Regions from separate parts of the Ovis aries genome. Here region 2 is linked to region 1. Evidence: chromatin contacts called from public Hi-C data. All regions are on one chromosome and are shown on one strand. The core of a region is the stretch at or near the end of the contact, and the rest is flanking DNA. Distances in the headings are between cores, read along the strand shown.

Region 1 (2,700 bases), core at 29-2,528:
CTTTCCCGGGGTGCTCGCACCTGGACAAAGTTAGTGACTAAAAATAACGCATGCACAGTTGGGGAAATTAAAGGCAAACTACAAAAAAGGCCACAGACCTACAGCCATTTGTGAGCTGCTCAGTACTATTGCCTGGAAAATCCCATGGATGGAGAAGCCTGGTAGGCTACAGTCCATGGGATCGAAAAGAGTCGGACACGACTGAGCGACTTCACTTCACTTCAGAGCGAAGCAGGGTTACCAGGCATGATTTCCGTGCACAGAACCAAGGGAGCAGGCAGACCACCTAAGCTGCACCTTCCGCGCAACCTGCAGATCCGTGCCCACGCCCCACTCCATTTAAGAAACCAGCTCACCACCACCTCCCGCTCCAGGAGAGCGAGCAAGGGCACCTGTTTCTTGTTCTCGCTCCCTCCCTCCGGCTACAGCATGAGCCCGGACAAAGCTCTGCCTAAATTCCTCCTCTGGCATCTTACCAATTTCTATCGATTAAAGAGTCCAAGAGCCCGGGTGAACCCACCTTCTAGGTCACTCTCAGCCTTTCTTCACCCCTGTGTAGAACCAAACTTTCTCTGTCGGTCTGACACCTCAATTCACAGAAAGTCAAAGCAGAGAAGGAGACCATAGGGAGTACTTCGGGCGATTTCCCCGTTTTAACGAGGGAGGCAGAGAGGCCCAGGGTTTCCGTCAACCATTCGCCTGGTTAGAGCGCTACGAGACTTACGGAAGCAGGAAAATAACATACCGCCTGCGTTTAAATCTCCAGCAAACCGTGCAAACGTCTGAAGGGACAACTACACTATTCGAGGCCTGTAAATACGCACTTCCGGCCTTTCTAGCGCAAGCAGCAGGAAAAAGACAGCTCACACCAACCAGCCGCGTCAGGGCTCGAGAAGAGCTGACCCCTGGAGGGCAGCTCGCACGCGGACGTGGCGACTCCTGCGTCCGCCTCGCGCAGAGCAGCACCCCCTGCCGGCCTCAGGCGAGAAAGACAAGCGCGCGAGAAAGGACGCAGCGTCAGCGCGCACGCACGCACAGATGCACGCAGGAGGCGACGTCGTCCTTTGCGCGCCCGTTCCGTTTTCCCAGTCAGTCAGGCGGCTGCTTACCCGAACTCCAAGTGGCCCCCGGGAAGCTGGAAACTACCGGCTCCGAACGACCCTTTCCTCCTTCCCAAGAGGACGCAGCGCGGATGCCTGCCGCTGGTCACCACGACGCCCACTCCGACCCCCGGGCGCCGCCCCCGCGGCTCCACGCTGGCCGTCATCGCGCGAGAGGACCAGGCCGGCCGCGACGGGAAGTGACGTTCGGCCCCCCTCCCCGCCCCCGCCCCCGCGGCCGCTGCCAATCAGCCTGAGCAGGTGAGGGCCTGCAAACCTGGCCTCGGCGGTTTGCGTCTTTATGTGTCTGCTTCATTTACGGCTTTCAAATTGTGATATTTGTTTCCTCCCAGGGGACTGCGCGGTCGGAGTTTTTCGTTTAAGCGAGTGCCGTTTACTGTGGATGTTTCAACGTGCATTTATCTACTCTCAGATTCCTCCTCGTGCTTACCAGCCACCTACTTTTTTATAAACCTCTGTGCCTTTGCACATCCTTTTTTTTTTTTTTTAATGAGCTTCACTACAGTTAACTCATGCTATGTTTAATCGCTCAGTCGTGTCCGACTCTGCGACCCCTGGACTGTAGCCCTGTCCGTGGGTTTCTCCAGGGAGGAATACTGGAGTGGGTTGCCATGCCCTCCTCCAGGGGATCTTCCCAACCCAGGGGTCGAACCCAGTCTCCCACACTGCAGACGGATTCTTTTACTGTGGAAGCCCAGACTCATGCTACTGTATTTCTAATCAGTGTAGTATTCGAACAAGGACAAATAATACAGAAACACCGTGATACAAGAGTATTAAATCATGGGAAGAAAATTAAGGACTACTTAATCAGTTATGCTGGGACAAATTAGTTTTCTATTTACCTTTCCAGTTTGCATGGCATGCACCAATAAAAAAAATCTCAGCTGAATCAGAGTTGTTTGGTTTCTGGTTGGAGAGGATCTTTTTCTTTAATTTAAATTGTTTTACTTCTAAAATAATGTGCACATAATTTTAACAGGTGGTACAAAAAGTGGAAGAATAACCTCATTTTCTACTCCTGCTTCCATTCACTTTTAATTCTGAGCTGTTATTTCTGACCCTTGCTTACATATTTTTAAGTAATATGCTTACACTGCATGTTATGGTAAATGAACTGATTAAACATTTTTAAAGCATCTCTCCTTCCACCCAGAAATTCAGCAGCCTTCAGTGTGTTGTGTCCATAAAGATACTCTGTGATGCTTTCCCAAATAAAATTGGCAACATATGAAAAGGAGACTATTGATATATCATGACTAAATGAGGTTATTTCCAGAAATACAAGTCTGGCTTAATATTTGAAAACTGAATGTAATTCACCATTCTAAAAAAGGCAAAAAAGGAAACATATAATCATGTTAATAGATGCAGGAAAAAATCTGATAAAGTTCAGTACTCATTCAAGATTTAAGAAACAAGCCAACGGGAACCATTAAAGGGTGCCACTTACTGAACTATATGCTTAAAAATGGTTGAGATGATACATTTTGTGTTATATGGGTTTTTAAAAATATTTATTTATTTGGTTGTGACAGCATGCAGGATCTTTTAGTTGTGGCAGGTGGGATCTAGTTCC
Region 2 (2,700 bases), core at 171-2,670, 150 kb before region 1:
CTCCTGACATTAGTGTTTTTAACTAGAACATTTCCAAAAATCCAGTACAGGCACGTGCAGATTAACACTGTATTTTCAACCATTTTTCACACTGTGTTTCCCAGTAGTAGTAATATATTAAATAACAGTCCTTAATACCTGCACAAGTTACTGGGGTTTTTTTTTTAAGTTAAAACTAAGTTTACCCTACTTACGGCAGGTCTTGAAAAATGCTAACAAAAAAATTAAAAGTTAGGAACATAAATAATTCTACAACTAATTTCTATAGAATTAAATTTTTGCAGCCTGAAGAAGATCTGGTAGAAAGGTTGTGAACCTTTCCTGTTTATTCAACTTCTGAGACAATCACATCCTAAACGACTATTACTGTAGCACGATAATAGTTCCTCTCTGGATTTCTGCTTAGGGCTAAAAGGGGGATTTTGTAAAATAAAGAAAAGTTGTTGAAGGGACCGAGGACAATTTTAAAAGGGATGAAGGACAATTTTGAAAGAGACTTAGGACAAGTTTGTTTAGTTTCACTTAGCTTAAGGGGTTCTCGTAAAGTTGCTGATATAATTTAAAAGTGAACTGTCGGTTTTACACTAACATCCAGATAGTAATCAGTAACCTTTACCGGGAATATTTCAGTTATAAAATGAACAGCCAGAATCTATTCTGAGCAGACCATCACCTTGCCTTCTCCCCTCGCCCGCTCCCTCCTTCTCCAGACCCCACGGCGAAGTTCACCTGCCGCTACCAAAGGGCCGTGGAAAAAGAGAAGGTTAAAGAAAAAAAAAACGCTTTTAAAATTAAGAGGCTTACAGGAGCCGGACTTAGTTCCAGTGCAGTTCAGCCTGGAAACGAAAGTAAGGAAGCAACTGCGGTTTAGGCTTGTAATGATGTCAGCCATCTTAGGGACATTATTTATACTGGGAGGACGTGCCAAACTCTTGTTGTTGTTTTGTCGTTTTGCATGTCGCCGCCGATCTCCAGGTGGAACGAACCCCGGCACGGCTCCACGCACATTCCTCGACTGCACCAAGCACCGTGCACTCGGCCCGGTTCTCCAATCCTCCTCCCCCGGAGGCCCCCAAGCCCCCGATTCCGCGCCGGGCACCGCTTTCTGTACACGCACTTTCTTACAAAGAAGCTGCGCCGGACAAGAACGGGGAGCAGCCCGAGAAAAGGGAGTACTCGGCCCTCTCACGGACCCCCGTCCCGCGCGCGCCCCGCGCTGTCCCGGGGCGCACAGCCGCCCTAGCCCCGCGCAGCTCTCCCGGGGCCCCAGCGGGCCCACTTCCCCGAGCCCCGGCCCTCGGACCTTGCAGTCCACGGCAACGGCGTCCGGAGGGATGATGAGCGCCTCCTCGCCGCTCTTGGACTCGTCCTTCTTGGCCTCCTTCTGGGCCAGAGCCGAGTTGAACGTCACCTTCACCATGGCGCGGCCTGGGGCGCCCTCGGAGGGCGGCGGCGGCGGGCTTGAGGCGCGGGCTGCGGGCTCCTGGCGGCGGTGGCAGCCTCCTCGGCCGGGCTCCGAGCGCGGCTAAGCGGTGGCGGAGGTGGACCGGCAGCTGCGCGGTGGCCGAGGCGGCGACTGCGGCACCAGTCCTGCAGCCTCGCAGCTCGGGGGCGAGGGCGGAGACGGCTGGCTCCCCGCCGGGGGCGGGCCGATCCGGGTGGGCGGGGTCGGGGGCGGGGCCGGAGGCCAGATGGGCGGGGTCCCGCAGTCTGAACCCAGAGTGAGCAACCGATTGCGGGGGGGGGCGGCGAGCCCTGCCCTCATCCCGGATGGGAGGAGGGGATCGGGCAGGGAAGGAAAGAGGGGTGCTCTTGTGCGAGGGCCTGGATTTTGCAGTTCCGATTTCGCTTCCAACCCTGTTTACCGCCGCGCACAGGATTGCAGCTTTTTAGCAAAATTAGGTGAACTTTCCTGGGTCCGCCTGGACCGTGCGTTAACCTCTGGCAGAACCAGGTCGACCCTTCCCTGCCTGCTGCCCCCACCGAAAACCTAAAGGCTGTGGACTCTGGGGGCCTCCATACCTCCACTGTCTAACTTTACTATGGATCCGACTCAGTGGAACACAAATATTCAGTGCTCTCTATCCTTGTGATCTCACTTCTTTATCTTTCCCGGACCCCACCCAAGGGCGTTACCTGACTCACACTTGCCTTGTTTTCTCCCCCCGCGCCGCCCTCGCAAGGTCCCAGGCTGCCCTGCCTAGTCCCAAAGCAATTCAGAGGAAGGTTCTTGGCAGATTTGTATTTCATACATCTCACATTTCTAAAACAAAATGTTCCCCTCTTGTGTAGACTTGGACAGAACCCACATGAACACGGGGCTGATTTGTGATTCATATTCGCTGATGAGTCTTTAGCGGCTTTCTACGAAATTAAAAAAAAATTATGGATAAAGCAAAATTTTGTTTTGAAGAGATCTCATTTACCACTAATTCGAGAGAGGATACGGGCCTGCAGTGATACTGAGTTAATGACGGTCAACAGATGACCCTTTGGATGAATGATTGATCTTGAATCCTTGTTCCACTCCATTCTGTCCACATTAAGCCAGAGATGTGGGCGTACTCTAGAATGTTTCAGCTGTGTCAGCTCTGCTCTGAGTCAACCATGAAGAAAGTGGGTTGAGTGTGAGGTTCTGGGGAATTTGGTTCTGTTCAAGGAGGGGGTTTAAGTCTCTTAGACTCTCCACAGAATCCCACC

What was found. Hi-C and Micro-C count contacts between places; a contact is called where the count stands out from the background.
Region 2: a Hi-C map of liver shows a contact between it and region 1, with 4 times the contacts expected there. The contact joins the promoter of ITM2B here to the promoter of NUDT15 in region 1. A contact is called at or near these places in 2 of 16 Hi-C or Micro-C datasets (liver and muscle).

The regions. Positions count from the first base shown.
Region 1 is chr10:18,225,080-18,227,779 of ARS-UI_Ramb_v3.0, reverse strand. NUDT15 (nudix hydrolase 15) reads right to left here and starts at 1,278. Exons shown (of 3, transcript XM_012184994.4): 1 at 1,110-1,278. The coding sequence starts at 1,267.
Region 2 is chr10:18,372,703-18,375,402 of ARS-UI_Ramb_v3.0, reverse strand. ITM2B (integral membrane protein 2B) reads right to left here and starts at 1,420. Exons shown (of 6, transcript NM_001134304.1): 1 at 1,304-1,420. The coding sequence starts at 1,420.